Regions from separate parts of the Mus musculus genome. Here all the other regions are linked to region 3. A link is a contact called in public Hi-C and HiChIP or PLAC-seq data. All regions are on one chromosome and are shown on one strand. Each heading gives the region's core, a stretch centred on a gene start, on an enhancer-like site or on the middle of the called end of the contact. The rest is flanking DNA. Distances are from core to core; before and after follow the strand shown. Region 1 has its middle 170 kb from the start of Chl1. Region 2 has its middle 200 kb from the start of Chl1. Region 3 has its middle 37 kb from the start of Chl1.

Region 1 (3,229 bases), core at 158-2,657, 130 kb before region 3:
TTAACCACACTTAATGTTGCATGGAATATATTACCCATTACTCTTATACAAACATAAGACAACAAATTTAGCTTGTTTGTTTGTTGCTTGTCATTTTTGAGACAGGGACTCACTTCATATTACAGGCTGGCCTCGAACTAACAATGTAGCCTAAACTTGTCTCCAACTCAAAGTAATTCTGACTCAGTCTAAATAAAGCAAGGAGTATCAGTCTGAGCCATCTGAAACAGCTGTTTTAAATTGATTATGTATAGAGAAGGTTTATTAAAATCAGGAGATTGACTTGATTGTATAAATTTGCATTTAGGGACCTAAGGTCAATAAATTAGTTCTCCTTTTTCTTCTTTTCCACTGTGCTTTTTATAGCCTTTGATCAATAATCTGGAAACAGCCTTTGGTTAGCTGAAGCTAACTTGATTGACATGGCCATCGATGCAACTCTTCTAGCTTTGCAAGCTAAGATTTTACTTAAAGGTAAATGGACATAAATGCCCTCTTACTTGCCAGATACAATTAAATCATACAGTATATGATGATCATGAAAGTTACATACCAAGTGGGAATGATCTGAATTTGTCATTTATGGGTGTGGGTCCCTAGATAAATCTGTGTTCTCCAAGCTATAATCTCACCAGCAGCATAATGAGCAGTAATAAAACTGCATAATTTTGAATGATAAATAAAATAATAACTTCCTTTTAAAGCCTAAACTGTAACTGTATAGATATGGTTCAGGGGGGTTCTGTTCTAGCATCTTCCCTCAAAGAACATGTTAATGACTTATTTCCATTATGTTTCTTCTCCTTCTTCTTCTTCTTCTTCTTCTTCTTCTTCTTCTTCTTCTTCTTCTTCTTCTTCTTCTTCTTCTTCTTCTTCTTCTTCTTCTTCTTCTCGTTACATGACTTTGACATTCTTAGCAACTTTCTTTAGAAATTCTCTAATCCAGGGATGATGACTCATGCTTACAATTCTAGCATTTGGGAGGCTGGTGCAGGAGAACGGTTATGAGTTTGATGTCAGTATAGGTTTCATTACTCTCTGACAGCTGCAATTACTAGGTGAGACCCTGCCTCAAAACCTAAACAGAACAACACATAAAATTTTTGAAAAGAAACCTCAAACTAGTTCTTAGATTTCAGTTAATAAATGTTTGTGTTTAGGAATATATCGTATAAATAAAATAATTATTTTTTTCTAAATTGGAAACTTTACAAAAGAACTGCCACTACATTTAGGAACTGAGATAGAATTTATTGTATCAGTTTTAGAAGCATTCTTATGGAGACATGGGTAAAACCACAAACAGAAAAGAAGATAAAAATAAACCGGGTGCAAACCACAGATCCCTCAGTTCAATAGAAGAGAGCAAGGGGTTGCTAAGAACAGGAAGCAGAGGCATAGAGTACTGCAGACTCAATTCACACTGACAGCTTTGGGGATTTCAGTATGCTTCTTATGTCCTTGGCAGAGACAAGAATATTGTGAGACAACAATGTGTTGAAACCATGAGGCCAGTTTTTCACATAAACAAAAAGAACGTGCTGAAAGAAAGTTAGGAAACAGCCTACTTGAATTGTGAGCATCTTGCCGCAGCTCAGATTTAACAAACAAAATCCAACATAGGCACAGCTAGTCATTTCCCATCAACCAAGGGTGAGTGCTTTGGAGGAGAACTGGCATTTCCTGTGATTCTGAGAGTGAAGAGAATCAATAATCCCACCAGTATCTTCACCGCTAAATGAACACTTAATGAATTGAGAACAGACCAGAAAGCCAGCCGTAATGACATATTACAGAAGCGGTTGGAGGAGGGGATTGTGCAATTGGACAATGGAGCACAATGAGCAGTTGTGTCTCTTCAGTGAAATCCGAATTTGATTTACTTTTAAAATTCCAATGTAAGTAATTTGCACATTGAAAAAATGGAAAATTCAGAAAAGGAAAAAATGATTTAGGTAGTGGTCTGTGATTACCTCCTGACTGAGCCATTTTCTGGCCTTTTGATCTCAAGCGAGTTAATTAAACCTCAGGGGCTGGGTTGGTGAGATGGCTTATGGAGAAAGCCTGACAGGGTATGTCACATCCCCGAATTTTATGGCAGGAGGAAAATGACTCCTGAAAATTATATTCTTATCTTCATGTGTGCACCATAGCATGAGACTACCAACATGCTTTCACAGGAGGCATACACACACACACACACACACACACACACACACATTTTACATAAGTAAAATATAATAAATAGATCTTTAAACATCTGATAGGTCGCATAATGAAATGTCATAGCCTATCATGGTTTATGAATGTCTTCTCTCTTTTCCAATGTATGTGTAACAACAGTTATCAAAGTTTACTTGTTTTAACTTGTTATAGTGATCCTTTTCCATGATAATCACAAGCATTTCAAAGATCATCCAAATCTCTTTATGGATATCACATGGGAGCTAGGCACGTGGTGCACTCCTATACCTTCCATAAGATTTGGGGAGCTGAGGAAGATGAATTGCTTCCAGTTTATGAATATGCTAGCTTTCACTGTAAGGGCTGAACTCTAGGATGTGAGACTTGGTTTCAAAACCTAATTAAACAAACACATCTCATTTAATGGCTGAACAATATTCAGACACAAGTATTTTCCAACCCCCCCACCAAGTTTTCTTTTACAGATACAAATTTATGTTTTTCTCCACTTTCTCATGAAAATTTAGAAATGAAGATTTCTCTTATGAAATGTTATACATGATCCTTCAAATACTGAGAATGTGGTATCCACAGCCATGCTGTTTATTCCTCTGCATCTGCTCTACTTGAGCTACTACAGTGTCCTGTGTGCTTCCCCAAGACCTGGTACATTCAGTTTTTACTGGTATTATTGATTCCTTTAGAACATTATTCACCCTTACTTGGCTTCAAATTTTGTCCTTTGAAAATAATCTTTTGGTTGCTCCCAAACTTATATTATTTTACTTTGGTTTGAAATTTTCCACAAAAATCAACAATGATTAAAAAACATCCATTAGCCTTCATATCAGCAATTCCACTCCATTTTGGCCACAAATCATATTACTGGATATCAAAATCTTGACCAGAAACTCTCTGAGTATTGTTCCACCAGGACTTTACACTGCAATGTTGACTACAATGTGCCTGCAGAAACTCCAAGGCTGACAGGCCTGAGAACCCATCCCTGAGTTCCATCCTGTACCTCACAGCCATTTGAAGCCCA
Region 2 (3,131 bases), core at 620-3,119, 160 kb before region 3:
AATTAAATAGAATTTTAAATGGAGAAATCCTGTTTTAAATACACATTCCTCTCCTTGCCTGTGAAATGAAATACTGGGGGAGAATCTAAGGGAGTGGTCCTGTGGTTCCTGCTTCAAAACCTCTCAGGCCCCTACTGGTAACTGTCCTCTGTGACCTTGATCGAGTAGCTCAGCTCAGCTGGGAACTGAATTGTGTATTTAACGGATTAAGCATCACTGCCTGACATTTTACAGAGAGACACACCTACTATAACTTGTTATGGTATTAAAAACGGGTTCCCTTTGAATTAAAATAGCCATCCCCCTCTGCAAGGAAAAAGCTCCAGGGCTTATTTTGCTCTTTGTATCGGCTTTCTTTGTCTTTGTTTATTTTCCTTCATTGTAACTGAAATTCCCAAAGATCATAATACAGATTATTTTATTTCTCACTAGTCTTTGGATGTTTATTTCTGAGACTATGTCTGTGAATATATTTCTGTGAACACTAATCCATGAGCTCATGTTTGTATACATATATGTGTCGTGATATGTATGGGAATGCTGGGGCAATGTGTGTACCTTTCTGTGTTAATATTAACACACATCCTTATGTAAATGTCATGTATTTTATATATGAGGTGGACCCATGAAGAAAAGCAAATGCAAGGGTGGTTGCATGAAATATGTGCACAAACATAGGCACATATGTAGCTATGCTTTGTGTGTGATCAACTGGTGGACTTACATGCTGTGTGTGTAAGATGTATGTTGTGGTGTGTTCATGTGTGATATATGTGCCTGAGTTTGCCTGTGAAGTAGTATGTATTCCTAATGTGTGTCCTAAAATATATTTGTATATGTGTGTGCCAACCTAATATATTTAGGAGAGTTTGAAGGATGGGGAGAAGTGATATTGTATTGTATGCCTATCCATCTGTACAGAGACACAGGGTTGATGAATCATAGACCCCTCTTGTAAACAAGAGAACACAACTGTACCCTGTTTGAGTTCAAAATGGAAAGTCTATGGGAGGTCTATTTTCGCCTTTCTCCTTTCTCCCTACTATAGCAATTCTTCTCGCTATATCATTTGAAAATCTGTTTTAAGTACCATCAACCTTTTCTTTCTTCTCATTCTTTCTGTGTTGAAAGACTGGCACTCCAAATTAAAATCACTGAATAAAGCCAAAATGATTGGGCTAGCAAGAGAACAATCACTTATTTCTTTCTTTCTTCACAATAGTCTCACTCTCTTCGCTCTTTGACAGTTGTGGATATTGGATATTACAATAAATGACTGGATTTCATACACAAGGGAAGTTATAAAATATTGCTCAAAATGTTTTTTGCACTAATATGACCACTCCATTAGCGTCAGTAGCTTTGTGTAAAGGACCCATTTTCAGCTAATCTATTTAAAGCTCATTTTATGCCTGTCTTCAATTTTAACTTAGCATTCTTTGCTGGAAAATGTCACAGCCTACTTTGCAAATGCCGTTTACTTTCTTACAAAGACACAACTGGTCACTGCAAGGGTTTCACTTTAAATCTCTCTCCTGGTTTTCTTAGAATTGGGAGGTAATTTCTTCCCCTTCTCTCCTCCTCCCTTCTGTGCCCTCTCCTCTCGTCCTTCTCTTTCTAAATGTCCCCAACTCCCTCCTCTTCCTTCTCAGACTCTTCCTAGATCCCCTGCTTCTCATGTTCTTTTCTCTCTACTTTCTCCTTATTCTTTGCTCACTGTTTAAAGTTGTGGTTCTACAGTTTTTGAGGATCCTGTCAGGCACAAAGGACACAGTCATTTTAATATTCAGAGTTCCACAACTATACACTCATGACCTTTTCTGAACATCTACAAAATCCCTGCCTGCTGTACAGCTAGGAAACAAGTTATTGACATCACCTTGTGGTTTTATTCCTTTGTTCTCTTCTGATGAAAGGGGTTGGCTGTTGGAACTATGTGCTGCACACATAAAGTTACTAGGTAGACTTTCCATAAACGCCTATTGTCACTGAAGTTTCATGAGGGAAAGTTCAAAAACTGCTACTATATATATATATATATGTTATGTATATATATATATATGTATATATATATATATATATATATATATGTTATGTAGCTTATTCACGTATTTTGTTTGCAGCATTAGAACAGGAAGACCTCAAAGTTTCCTGTTATCCAAAGCTACCAACACTGTTTCAAGAGTAGTGAGGAGAGGGGTGGTGCCAGCCTGTAATCACAATCTTCAGCCTAGGAGGTAGAGGAGAAGAAGCTGGAAGAGGAGGAGGAAGCTGGAATACTAGGTCTTCTTTGGCTATATATTCATTTCAAGGTCAGCTTCTAGGGTGTAAAGCCATGTCTCAAAACAAAACAAAGAAACCAACCAAACGAAAGCCAGGAGTAGTGGCCCACATCTTTGGTCTTTGTAATGGGGAGGCAGAGACAGAGGGATTTCCGAGTTTGAGGCTAGCCTGGTCTACATTGACAGTTTCAGGACAGCCAAGGCTATATAATAAAACCCTTGTTTGAAAGAAGAAAACCAAAAAGAGGACAAAGAGAATCAATATAGCTATCCACTTTGAGCATAGAAACACACCTGTCATATCTTACACTCAAGATTCTGAGGCATAAGGCGTGCTACACATTCAAGGCCTACCTGTATTATACACTGAGTGACAAGTCAGAGAGAACAGCATAGTGACTCCCCACGTAATGCCTTCACTCTGCTCAAATCTAAACCCATCCATAACTATGCCAACTACATAAGAAATTTTATCAGTATTTGTCTTTCTAAGTAATGTTTAGCATTACTGTCATCACGAACAACCAAGCTCCTGAAAATGATTGAGATTTAAAACTATTCGTTATTCCTAAAAACAGTAGATATTCACATAATCTTTCAACTTATATTTTAATAGGCTTTTAAAACTTTTGTAAAGAAATGCGAGCTAGCAGATTAAGGTTATCAACCGATGGTGTCAAAAAACAAGACTCAAGCTTGAACTCATCAACAGGATAAGCCCATTATCTACTTCATCTACAATCTTTGTCAGTGACCATTTCCTCCATTTTGCTATCAATTCTTTTTTTCTTCTTTCTATCGATTTAGTTGTTTAATTAAAAATTCTTTGGGATCTCAAAGCCAAAGCCT
Region 3 (3,365 bases), core at 102-2,601:
CTGGATTTCATTTAATTCTCTTCCTTCCCTCCATCATTCCATATTGTATTTGCTCATTGTTATGAGTGTTATTCCCTCAGGGTCTCTTTCTCTGTGATTTCTGTCTAATGCCTTGCCTTTTAGAACACTTTGGTAGCATTTGCCTCTCTTCCCATTGCCTAATTCAGTTACAGTTTATGTGTACCTCTGTGTGTGTGTGTGTGTGTGTGTGTGTGTGTGTGTGTGTGTGTGTGTGTGTGCAATTGTATACTGATTTAATTACTGTCACCTCCTTCTCTCATCTACTTTCCCTGATAACAGGGATTGATTTTTATTTTCTTCAGAACAGTGTACTGCATCTTTATACTGAATGTGTATATGTGACAGGCATCCAATCTGGCTGATGTGGAACTTGGACTTCACTTACCTTGTTCAGTGTAATCAGTATTCTTAGAATCATGGCTGGAACATGATTGCTAGTGTTGATTGCCTAATATTTTTTTCTTTCATCATTCCATCTTGTATTACCTCAGTGTTATGAGTGTTACTCCCACAGGAACCCTTTCTCTGACCAAATGTGCAGTTGCAAAGCCAAGCTATAAAGGCAGCCATTCCAGCCTGTCTGAGTTATACCTGCTGAATCACATTGACAACCAATTGAGTAAACAAATAGATTGTAATTATATCTATTCCTCATTTAGAAAGCCCAGAGACTAAGCTTTTGTTTGCCTGTGGCTCTCTGGCAGACTTTATGAAACCAGAATGAAAAGATTATTACCTTCAAGCACAATCACATGTTCTTTAATTATCATCAACTTCAAATTTTATGATTCATATCTAAGATTGACAGAAAAAGATATTTAAATGGGGTTGTCTTAGAAAACAAATAATTAAGAATCAAGTCCCAGTTTCATAAACTCAGAATGATATTGCTTTTTATCCCTAAGCAAGTAAATGCTGTTGTGTGCATTTTGATTGTAATAATCTACAAGTACAAAGAGCAAGTCTATTTTCTACAAGGACTAAATAAGATTTCACCATAAATTTCCACAACTTAAAAAATTCGGTCAATATTTGATTACCCAGTTGAATAATAATGTCTTTTTTTATTCATTCCCAGTGAGTTATACCTCTTAATTTTCCTATAAATGGGTGGATGTGTTTTGCTATCAAGCAAGTTAAATGTATATTTTATGAGGCCTAGGTTCATCCTCCAAACCAGGCCAATAAAATGCAATGGTGTTGATGCTGATAAACCTTAGAACTATAAATAAAAGAACAAAGGGAGAGGAAAGTCAGGGGCCCCCACTGTAGGAAAGACAAGGCAGATACTGGTGAGGGAAGCGGTGTGGGAGTAGCAGGAAACCTGCAAACCACGAAGCTTACCGAGAAGCTGCATCTTCGGGGCACAGAGGCTTCTAGCTCCTGTGGCTGAGAAAGATAGTGTAAATTAATCTGCTGCCATTCATCTAAGTTCGGGCACAGCTGTCACCTAAAGAACTGTTCATTACTTCTCTTCTGGTCAAGAGAGGTGAAATGTAATGCATTGAATGTGGACAATGTGTACTAGAGAGGCAGTGAACAGGAGCTCAATGGTTTGAGGTCAGCAGGAGGAACAAAGATTCATTACCCTGATAGTAGAGTAAGGCAGATGTTGCTGTCTTTCTTTTTCACAGGGGCCTCTGGGCATTAAATAAACAAGCAATTAGCATTGAGTGTATAGAAAAGTGAACTTTGGGCCACTGGAACCAGACTCATTTGGAGTCTTTCACATTCCAGAAAGCTCTCAGGTGCCTACTTTCTCCATTGATGTGCTACTTACTCAGTGGACACCTTTATGTCTCCATTGACAAGGATTTCTATGTCCTGTGCCTCTTTTTAAATTGCTTTTCTACTAGAACTAAGTAAGATAAAACAGAGAAATACTTAGTACAATTCACAACCCATATTCAATGTCCAAATATATACACTGTTATACAATTGTCTAATTCTCTATTTTCCTTAGCCACTCTGCAGGCCATTTCAGTCTGGGTATCCTCCCAACATGCTATCTTGTAGAATCATAGATTCCATAGCTGAGATAAAAAAGAACCATCTACTTCATTTACAAAACATAAATTAATTTACAGATTGGGTTTTTTTCCCAGAGATATAGTCTCAAGGATAGACCTAGAGGCACAAATCAGAAAGTTGTTTCTGCAAGGCTCCCTCCCGATTTAACACTCACATGTGGATCCTTCCTTCAGGCTTTGACCACAGAGGATAAAGACCACTGTTTCTCTCAGTTCTTTTTGAAGTATGTTTTATTTTCAATTAGTAACAGTCATAGATCCATTCAGCTACCATTGAGCAGTCATATGTGGATGGTTGCTGTTGTTTTGTAGCTATCTGAGCAGCTCTCTCTCTTCTCTTCCATCCTATACATCACCCAAAGAAAACTTCTGGTGCCAGGCATCTTCACCACCTGCTCTAAAGTCTCATAGTTTCCTATTTCACTCTAGACATCCATAATTCTTGACTGCATACTTTTAGACACAATCATGTCTGTATTTTTCTTGATGACTTATTCCAAACTAAGTATCTTTTTATCATTTTGTAAAGAAAACTTTCATATGAGAGTAAATTCAAAAGGAAATAAAATGAAGACAACTTTTAAACTACATTTTTCTTACTTCTAGGGTCAGTTCTTTTGGTATAAAAACAAACTGAATTTATTTAGGTTGATTTATTTTTCATAAATCAAAGTCGAGTATCACAGAAACCTTAATGTTCTTCCTGTGCTTATAATGAATTTGATGAATTAGTAGGGAGCATCTAAGCTTTCTGGTAACATTATACATTTATTTTCATACACCTTGGTTGCCCTTACTATGATAGCTTCAGACAGCAGAACGTAACATGACATATTCAGCTATGGGACTAGTGATCATTTCTAGGAAGCCAGACAATAAACATGTCAACCTACATACATCTTTTTGGGGAGTTTTAGCACCCCACCTCATCCTTGAGTCTTTAGATAGTACAGGAAATGTCACAGCATTCTACACAGTTGGGGATACACTTGTGATTGATGTACCCAACGAACAAAATTTGTAACATTCAAATTCTTATTACCTATACCAAACCCTAAAAATCTCCAAATACTGCAAGACCTATTCTGAGATGCTGTGTGAGAATACCAAAGGTCGGCTTTTCATATAAGTGTGAACTCACTCTTGAAATTCACTATATGTGGCTCTTTCTTTCCTAATTCTTATTTGTCAAGTGAAGGGCCTTGAGTTATTGCCAGGTTCAGCTTTGCTGATAAAAGGTGATCACTGGTGCTAAATAGTCAGATGTACAGGGAGGTAAGAAATGGTAAGTTATCTCTTTAAAATACAAATGTG

Evidence for each region. A called contact is a pair of places that touch in the nucleus more often than the background predicts. HiChIP or PLAC-seq counts read pairs in DNA pulled down with a chosen protein or histone mark.
Region 1: a BATF HiChIP or PLAC-seq map of CD8 T cells shows a contact between it and region 3, with 6 read pairs. The contact joins two enhancer-like sites. A contact is called at or near these places in 1 of 484 Hi-C or Micro-C datasets (the HPC-7 cell line) and 3 of 115 datasets of contacts at active chromatin or transcription factors (CD8 T cells, large pre-B cells and regulatory T cell precursor).
Region 2: a Hi-C map of Th1 cells shows a contact between it and region 3, with 2.9 times the contacts expected there. The contact joins two enhancer-like sites. A contact is called at or near these places in 1 of 15 datasets of contacts at CTCF or cohesin (large pre-B cells), 4 of 484 Hi-C or Micro-C datasets (the HPC-7 cell line, Th1 cells and bone marrow-derived macrophages) and 2 of 115 datasets of contacts at active chromatin or transcription factors (acute myeloid leukemia and regulatory T cell precursor).

Annotation. Positions count from the first base shown.
Region 1 is chr6:103,338,739-103,341,967 of GRCm38.p6, forward strand. No RefSeq gene overlaps it. Among named protein-coding and RNA genes, the nearest start is that of Chl1, 170 kb to the right of the region's middle. Within about 2 kb of position 1,408, at least 62 of the 459 cell types and tissues checked have an H3K27ac peak or open chromatin away from gene starts, as enhancers often do. A contact at or near this core is called in CD8 T cells, the HPC-7 cell line and regulatory T cell precursor, where this site is marked.
Region 2 is chr6:103,307,257-103,310,387 of GRCm38.p6, forward strand. No RefSeq gene overlaps it. Among named protein-coding and RNA genes, the nearest start is that of Chl1, 200 kb to the right of the region's middle. Within about 2 kb of position 1,870, at least 17 of the 459 cell types and tissues checked have an H3K27ac peak or open chromatin away from gene starts, as enhancers often do. A contact at or near this core is called in Th1 cells and regulatory T cell precursor, where this site is marked.
Region 3 is chr6:103,472,145-103,475,509 of GRCm38.p6, forward strand. No RefSeq gene overlaps it. Among named protein-coding and RNA genes, the nearest start is that of Chl1, 37 kb to the right of the region's middle. Within about 2 kb of position 1,352, at least 33 of the 459 cell types and tissues checked have an H3K27ac peak or open chromatin away from gene starts, as enhancers often do. A contact at or near this core is called in CD8 T cells, the HPC-7 cell line, Th1 cells and 1 more, where this site is marked.